Regions from separate parts of the Rattus norvegicus genome. Here region 1 is linked to region 2. Evidence: chromatin contacts called from public Hi-C data. All regions are on one chromosome and are shown on one strand. The core of a region is the stretch at or near the end of the contact, and the rest is flanking DNA. Distances in the headings are between cores, read along the strand shown. Region 1 has its middle 340 kb from the start of Arhgef28. Region 2 overlaps LOC134485824 (a long non-coding RNA gene).

Region 1 (4,705 bases), core at 1,905-4,404, 440 kb before region 2:
GTACACACAGGTCTGCAAGGTGAAATAACCATTATCTTTTTATATGAGCCCGAACAATGGGAGCCCAACTTGCCAACCTATAAGTAGGTAAGAATCCTGGAAGCCAATGCTGTTAGTCCATAAAACACCACAGCAGGAAGCAAGAAGGATTCATTGTGAATCCCCGTGATATGCAGGGTTGAAGAGGGAACTGGGTCTCAGGGCACACAGAGTTGGATCATAGGTTTAACCCTATGCTGGAGAATACCAACTCTGGCCTCTTCAAGGCCAGAGTGTCACCGGCTGCCTTCTCACACAGCCTTAAGAAGTTTAGGCACGCGTAGATGCTCCCTGTTCCCACCCTCATCTCTCTGTGACAGACGGAGTTTAATCCTGATTCCTTGCTCAGAGCACATTTTCCTCTCATCTTGCCTGGTGAGAACTTTGTCTGCTATGTCCTGAGATCTACAACTGTATTCAAAAATGACAGCTCCAATACGTGCTCATCAAAATCTTGGCTCATATTAATATAGCATCTTCTCAAGAACTGGACTGGGAAGGATTTCAGCTGCCATTGTTCTGGATGAAGACACTGATGGCTATGAAAGGAACCCTTCCATCCCAAAGCCCCTTTCCCACCAATATGCATCTTCCTACATAATGAACTGTCATTTTCCCCCAAGGTCGATAAAGAAATCGCTCATTGATTGCTCACCAGGCAGGCATTGGGCAGAACTCAACACACTGACTCTCTTATTGGTTCCCCAGTGGCTTGCAGAAGACACTGTCTCCCATTTTGTAGAGTAGCAAACTAAAGTACAGGGCGGTGAAAGGCCTTGACCTTTGGAATAAAATGAGGGAGAAAGATTTGAACTTTGTCTCCCTCGGATGCCCACTTCCTCTGTCTTCCATTCCGTGAACAAAGAATGGGTCAGATTAGGAGACATGATTTCATTTTGTTTTTTTTTCTGATTGATTGATTGATTGATTGACTGATTGATTGATTGCATGTGAGAATACTGGAGCTGTCTTCAGACACACCAGAAGAGGGCATCAGATCCCATCACAGATGGTTGTGAGCCACCAGGAGGTTGCTGGAAATTAAACTCTGGATCTCTGGAAAAAGCAGTCAGTGTTCTTAACCATTGAGCCATCTCTCTGGCCCCAGCAGACATGTTTTAAGAAGTTTGAAGCCTGTGGACATCCTCTGTAACAAGAGCTTCCTGATCTTATCAGAGTCTGATTTGTACCTCTTCACTTCATTTGATTGTAACACTGTCATCCCCACCCCCATCCCCAAAAAAGCACAATCACCCACCTCAACCTCCCACCCTCCAAAAGCAACAAGCATTAGTGCCAGACCATCCACCATCCAGCTGTGGCACTGAGAAAAGTGTATCAAACACCAAGCACCCAGATTGTTCTACACTTTATAATTATTCTTAAAGATTTATTTATTTTATGTATATAAGTACACTGTAGCTGTCTTCAGACACACCAGAAAAGGGCATCAGATCCCACTACGCATGGTTGTGAGCCACCATGTGGTTGCTGGGAATTGAACTCAGGACCTTTGGACGAGCAGTCAGTGCTCTTAACCACTAAACCATCTCTCCAGCCCTGTTCTTACACTTTAAATGCACGTGGTTCATATGTGGAAAGGATTCTGTTTCACTTGAACTTTAGCAGAACAAATTTCTGTTCCTTCTTTGTTTGAGTGGTATGGTCCTTGCTTTGGACGATGGTGATGGGTATTCTTTCACCCCTAAAGATATAAGCATCTGCCCTGTGGCTCTGAAGACTGATCCCAGAACCTTGTTACTTGAGAAGAGACATAGCCAAGAGTCCTGTATTTCTGTTGATCGTTTTTTCTTTTGTTTTGTTTTTCAAGAAAGAGTTTCTCTGTGTAACAGAACCCTGGCTGCCGTGAACTGGATTTTGTAGACCAGGCTGACCCCGAACTCAAAGAAATCCACTTGCCTCTACCTGAGTGCTGGGATTAAAGGTGTGTGCCACCACACCCGGCACTGGTGAATTTTCTCTGAATAATTCCCAGCATCTGAAGATCATTGGATCTTTTTACCATTCTGTGATTCTGAGGCCAATCAATTTATTAGAATTGTGAGATAAATCTGAACTCATCCAAGTTGCTACATGACTTTTAGAAGCTCCCTGCTCACAGCCTTCCTGGATTTTATGGAATCATATTTGCCACTGGCTTCCCATAGACACCAGCATCTATTGGTGGAGAGAGAGAGCAGCTGAGCATGCCCGACAGACAGCATTGACAGGAAACACCAACACTAGCTCAGCTCTGGTGTGTTTCACCGATTGCACCTGTTTCTTTCATTCAGTCACAATGACCAAGTTTGGGGTGGGCCTTGGCTCCTAAGTCCAGGCATGGTGTCCTGAAGGCCCACATATTGTCAAGTGACCTTCATCAACCCCCATCACCAACATGAAGTCTGTAAAAATTTCTGTATTTAAAAAAAACATGCAACACAGAACTGCAAGCCACTCCCTGGTGTGACCTTCTTGTACTAAGGGTTTCCTCTGTGCTAGGCCACACAGTAGGCCACACAGTAGGGCAAGCATTGACATGACTGTCCTTCATCCTCACAGTGATCTAGAGATGGTAGGATGCTTTAGATTTTACAGGTGAGGAAGCAGGTTTGATGAGTATAATTGGGTTACAGAGCTCGTGATCAAAATATTAGATGACAGGGTCCCCTCTGCCTGTCACTAGGCTACCCTGAGGGCTCATCTTCTCAAATGTAGGGTTCTGGGAATAGAGTGCACGAGTCATTTATGGAGAAAAGGGGAGAAAAAGAAATTTCAAATGTTAAGAATACAAACATAAGATTGGGGATGCAGAGGCTTAGTCTTTTAGAACACAACTACTGCTGTTAAGAACCCATGTTTGCTTCCCAGCACCCATGTGGCAGCTCACAGCTGTCTGAAACTCTGGTTCCAGGAGATCCGACACCCTTTTCTGTCCTCCATAGGCATCAGGCACACACGTGCTGCATAAAAAGTGCATGCAGGCAGAAATTCTATATGCATAGGATGAACATAAATAAATGTCTGCCAAAACGGTTGAGTGCTGAGACACAGAGCCACTCTGAGATGATGGAATTAAAATAGAACCATGCAAGCGCATTTCAGCTGTTAATGTTTCACTCATGTTATTGATTTTTTTTCTTTAAATCTTCACTGGACTGTAAAAAAACTGAGGAGAGGGGTGGCCTTCCCTAAGGATGAGCACTCCAGTTGGTCACCCAGTGCCGAACATTCAGCCCTGAAAACATACGCACGTGTATGTTTTCATACATGTATGTATCATACAGAGTGACTAGGTTATAGTTAGCAATGTATATGCATGCTCATATACATATATGCATGCAATAACAATTTGTAAAAAAAGAAAAAACACAGAAAGGCCATGAATGTGAAGGAGAGGAGAATGTGCAGAAGGAAAAATGGGAGGATCTGGGGGGAAGGGGAGGCAGGGAGAAGAAAGGTTATAATTGAATTATAAATCTAAACAAAAAAAAAAACCCCAAACCTTTGCTAGTTACATAGCTAGAGTACTTTAGCCAATCATAAAACCAGGATTAATGGAATTCTGATGGAAAAAAGAGAAAGCAATTTGGAGCAGGGCACGTTATACTTCCTGTCAAATCGAGACATGCTTGATTTTCCAAAAGATATTTTTAAAGTAAATAAAGGATGTTCAAGCCTAACTCTGCTAATCCTTATTCCAGAGATGTTAAAGCCAGCGAGCACAGGCCTGGCATCGTCACCCACCCTGTGCCGAATGTTTGTACTTGGGAACCATTCCAGGGTCCAGGTTCACTCTCTGTTCATCAGCCCCCATGTTGGGTTATAAGGTGTCCTGATTGCAGGACGTGGCTACCCCTCCACCCACTGCCCTGCTGACTGGGCTTCTGTAACTCCTCTAGTCTTTGGGCTGGTGTTTGAATAACTCTAGAGGTCTTGGAGCATGCATATGAATCCTGTGTCACTTCTTGTTCCCCATCTGTGTTACAGAGTCCTTCCCTGGGTTAGTCTAAACTCTGCCTTTCCGTGACATTGACAGATTGACCTCAGTCCTGTGTTCTTGGCAGTATGAAGCATAATCCCGCCCTGTCCCACAAGAGGCAGATAGCACAGAAACCCTTCATTCGGGTTGCTGGCAATTTGTTACTTTTAAAGATTTGTTTTCTTGGGAAAGTGGTCCAGCCCTGGGAGACAAGTCTCGGTATTCTGCCGGGAACAATGTGCTTACTGTGTGGACTGTGTTTTTGGACACAAACAACCTGCATTGCTTAACAGTTTTGTGCAAACATGTTCTAATAGGCCTTAGTATGAGATTTGGTCATTTTAGCTCAAGGCCAAACTGGCTATATTTCAGGCTTGTAATAGACTCACTGGTTCCTAGGCACCCATATCATATAACATACTTGTTTTGATTTCTGTAATGAAAACTTTCACTTATTCTGATAGCAGTAGGACCTGATTACCAATCAACCTTTGACTATTTGTATGTTCAAGGCAGAATTTTTTCCTTCCTTGTCCAGCGTCGCTGCAACCCAGGAAGAGAGAAAGCTCTCTGAACATAGATCTATAGGCGACTGTTTCACAGAGCTGAACTTAGTTCTGAGAGTCCTGCTTCAGTGTTTAAGGCAGGGCTATAGCCCCATATCCCCACTAATAATAACTTCTT
Region 2 (4,517 bases), core at 235-2,734:
TAAGCCATCCTCTCAGAGCGTCCTGCCAACCCGAGTCCAGTCAACGACATCGAAAGAAGACAGCAGACTGGCCTTTCTTTCTCACAGTCCCACGAAGGTGCACCCTGCCACCTCCCACCCCATCCATCTATCAGCTGGCTCCTTAGAAACACTGTATCTCCCAAGCAGAATTACAACCCTGGCCTCACAAAAGACATAAAAAGCCTTGTTGTTCCTACTTTGGGCTCCCCAGTACCCCTAGTGTCTGACAAGGCCTGGCTTTTGTGTGGGGGTTGAAGAGAACTGCAGAAGGAGAAGTGCTAAGGAGAGGCTATGTCCATGGATTTTCTATCTTTTCCATTCTCAACCAACTTCGACCAATTATCGATCTGCCAACTTCCTTCTGTTTCAACTATATAACCTTGTATAATATAATCCACCTATAATCCTATTCTGAAGACATGAAAGAAAAAAAGCAGAAAGTAATTTGGGGCGCACTCATGTATGTGCATGTACGATGTGTATGGTATATATGTGTCTGTGTGTATTTGGTGTGGTGTGCAATATGTGTAGTGTTTGTGTGATGTGGTGTGTGTGATATCTGTAGTATATGTATCTGTGTGGAGGGTATGGTGTGTGTAGTGCGTGTGTGATATGTATAGCATGTGTGTGTGGTATGTGGTGTGGTGTGTATGTGATATGTGCATGTGCGTGTAGGTTGTGGTGTGTGATATGTGTTGTGTCTCTGTGTGTAGTGTGGTGTGTATGTGGTATGTACAGTGTATATATGTGTGTGTGTAGGGTATGGTGTGTGCATAGGGTATGATGTGTGTGACGTGTGTGTATATGTGTATAGGGTATGTGTATGTATGTGGTGTGTATGGTGTGTGTGAGAGTGTGGTGTATGTGTACAGGGTATGGTATGTGTGTGATATGTACAGTGTGCATGTAGGATGTGACATGTGAGTGTATGTGTACAGGGTATGGTATGTGTATGTGTGTGTATACAGGGTGTGGTGTGTGCATAGGCACATGCACAGAAGTGTGTCAGCATACATGTGTAGCTCTGGATGATATAAGGGCAAAAATGTAATACTCAAGAAGCATGAGCTGTAAAATCAGGTGGAAAATGAGAGGGGGGGGGGAGAAGGAGAAGCAGAGGGAGAGGGAGAGGGAGAAGGAGAGAGAGAGAGAGAGACAGAGAGAACTGGAGTAAGGCAGAGAAGGAGGGAGCAAGAGCAGGGAAGAGGGAGGGAGCTACATGTCAGTTTGATATTTCCAACAGTGCTGAATGACCCATCAGGGCAAAGAAAGCCAGTCTCACAGGCTTGAGATCTACTGCGGTTTTTATTTTATGCTGCCCTGGAGGTGGTGCATCTGTTTTCACCATATCTGCTCCCCCAAACTGTAGAGAAGAATTTAACCTGGGTCGCCTTGCGAGATGGGCCACTTTTCAACCCTGACTCCCCTGTGGTATGCAGATACAGAATGTCACAATGACTCACTAAGAAAATCACCCTGTGAGCCTGCCAAGCACTCGGGGCACCTGGCCATCAAACCTGAGTTCCTGCCACACAAGCTGAACTCTTGTTCCCAGATTCAGCGAGCAGGTGGTATTTGCTTTTCAAAACTTGATCACAACTATCAGCCACAGAAATTACCTGAACCAAGGGGAATCTCCCTGCTTGCTTTGTCTCTATCAAAGCTCCCTTTCAGACAGCCTGGGGACCTGGAGGTCACATATTTCCTGTATGAAGTCAGGGAACCCGGGACAAGAAGTATCATTCAATGTGTGCACAAGAATTGCAAAATCCAGGTTCCTCTGCCCAGTTCCAAGGGTTGCCACAGTCACAGAGTTTATTTTGGTGACCTTTGAAAGCATGCATTTGCCTCGATAAATATGTTTTCCTTCCTAGATTGGTGTACAAAAGTCACAGGGAAAAATTACTTAGAAGGAAAGTGTATTCTCACTGCTATTTGGATAAGTGTTATTCGCAGCACAACATAGAAGAGACACGAACAGCAGCGACGTTGGTTGGTAAATCTCTAACAATGTGCACATCTTTTGCGCCTTCTACTCTTAGCCTTGGCCAAAAAGAAAAACAAATTATGAAGAAACAACAAAACTATAATGCCCACATTCCTCATTGTTACCTTTTTCTATTGTGGTAAAAGGATGCGCAACGTAAGCTTTACCAATCTCACCGTACCAAAGTGCGCTGTTCATTCAGTAGACTTCATGGCGAGTACCTGTGGTTACATGCACGCCTGTGGCTGTCTGCCCACCTCCTTGAACAGCAAGGCTGACTCCTTAGATAGTAACTCCTTAGATAGTGACTCCTTCGATAGTCCCCTCTCCCAAGGCCTCTGGTGACCACCATTCTGTGAGTGTGACAGCTCTCCCAGACAGGTGGAACGACACAGTGCTTATCTTTCTATATCTGGCTTACTTCATTCCGCGAAATGTATTCAAGGTTGACTCACGCTGTAGCCTGCCTCAGATATCAGAATCCTACCCTTTTCTAAGGCTAATGTCCCATTGTATGCAAATGAAAGATTTGTTTATCCATTCCAACATCATCTACCCTGTTGGTGGACACTTGGGTTGCTTTTACCATACTCACCAATGCCCCTGTGTGTGCGAGTATAGGAATATCTGGCAAGACTCTAGTTTTAGTTGTGTGGGAGATATATATATGCCTTCCACATTATTTTAATGGTCTTTATGAAAAATTCCTTCATCTGTCAGGGAAAACCAGTCTCTCAGCCCACCATGTGTTTTAGCGAGAGCTGTCGCTAACAGGCTAGAGGAGGAAGTGAGCATCTAACACAGGCCTCTAGAGCGCAATGCAGGGGGTCTGTGCAGTGACAGAGGCCAAGCCGGCTGACTGGCACAGCATCCTCTTCTTCCTCCAGGGCTTTCTTCGTTTTAGAAATGTTTAAATGCCCAGGGACCTCTTTGAAGAGGAAGTTGTCTTGACCATGAGAACGTATGGTGTGAACTCGTGAACAGTCACTCACAGCAGCAGGGACAAAGACAGTCAAGAAGGGGGGTGTGGAGGGCTGGCTGGGGGAGGGGCGTGCTATGCCCCAGTGCTGGAGAAAGAACAGTTCCATACACAGAGAAGGGGGAAGAAGGGAAACAAAGAAATCAGTTCTGCAGCACCCTGAGGCAGAGGACCCCAAGAACCGCTGACATAGAAAAGCCATAATTACGACCACACTACACCCTCTAGTTTCCACAGGAACTCTAGTGAGAACCAAAAGTTTTTTTTTAAAGAAGCAATTCTCTCAAGAACCCAACTTCTGTTGGTATCAAATCGAACAGACACCGAGTCTCACAGGAACTCAGCCCACAGCTCCCAGAGCAGATTGCATCCCAACAGAAGAGTCATGCCAAAGACACAGACAGTGTGAAGGCTGCCTTAAGGCTGGGCTTGAGAGCGGAAGCTAAACGGAGACTCCAGGAGCTCTCTAGTTCAAGGAGGCTCAGAGCACCAAAGGAGAAGCCACTCCTGTGGAGAAGACAGACTACTCCCAAAAACCACCAGACCCTGTGATACGGACAAGACTCAGAAAAGACACTGCTTGGGTTCGTAACCACAAAACACTCCATAGCCCACTCCAGTTCAGTTACCCACACCCAAGTGAGCCCACCATTTTTGCCGGACTTCAGCAGACCCCTGTGTAAGGGAAGAAGACAGCTGTTGGAAGAACAAGGCCCTCTCTCCCAGCCTCTTGTGAGTCACTTTCTTCTAAGGTGGTTGTCCTCAAATTGAAGAGTAACCCCCAAAATCTTGCCAAGCCAGGGAGGACAGACACAATTAATTCACTTGAAAACTGTCTTTCAGGTACCTTCTTTTGAGTCGCTCACTCAGTGAATGGGCTCTGCCTCCACATGGAGCACAGGCGTCCACTCAGAACCACAGAGCTAGAATAAGGCCATTCTTCCCCTCAGGGGACTCAGGTCTAATAAAGAGATGAGGGACTGAAAGCAAGAGTGCGACAAGGTGGAGCTCAGTGGTGAAGCTCTTGCCTGGCCTGTGTAAGACCCTGGGTTTCAGGACCTCCCAACAAACCCAGGCAGACAGACAGACAGACTGATACACACGCACACACGCACGCACACACGCATGCACACACATGCACAGATGTGCGCGCATGTGCACACAGCACATACATAGAGACACGGCTTACAAAAGAACATTTGAAGTGAATTATCACATAGGAAACTTAAGAGCACGTCTGGAATGCAGGAAGAATATAAAATTCAAGCGATCAGGACCACTCACTAGGTTTACATTTGTTTGCTCTTGTTGGTGTAACGAATAGCTCAGAACAATGGCTTGAAACAATGTAACTTTAACAAAGGGAGGTCAGACGGCCAGAGTGGGTACTGGGGGCTAAAGTTGGGTAGTCGGAAGCCCTGCATTTCTTCTGGAGACTTCCACAGAGCCTGGTTCCTGCCCTCTCCAGTTGCTTGTTGCCTGGTTCCTTTGGCTCTGGTTTCCTTCCAGGATTAATATCACAGTGACCTC

What was found. Hi-C and Micro-C count contacts between places; a contact is called where the count stands out from the background.
Region 1: a contact with region 2 is called in a Hi-C map of liver, with 4 times the contacts expected there. The contact joins two enhancer-like sites. A contact is called at or near these places in 3 of 12 Hi-C or Micro-C datasets (hepatocytes, kidney and liver).

What each region holds. Positions count from the first base shown.
Region 1 is chr2:30,949,415-30,954,119 of GRCr8, reverse strand. No RefSeq gene overlaps it. Among named protein-coding and RNA genes, the nearest start is that of Arhgef28, 340 kb to the left of the region's middle. Within about 2 kb of position 3,154, at least 13 of the 93 cell types and tissues checked have an H3K27ac peak or open chromatin away from gene starts, as enhancers often do. A contact at or near this core is called in hepatocytes and liver, where this site is marked.
Region 2 is chr2:30,503,203-30,507,719 of GRCr8, reverse strand. All of the region lies in intron 1 of LOC134485824 (a long non-coding RNA gene), which reads right to left. Among named protein-coding and RNA genes, the nearest start is that of Enc1, 220 kb to the right of the region's middle. Within about 2 kb of position 1,484, at least 10 of the 93 cell types and tissues checked have an H3K27ac peak or open chromatin away from gene starts, as enhancers often do. A contact at or near this core is called in hepatocytes and liver, where this site is marked.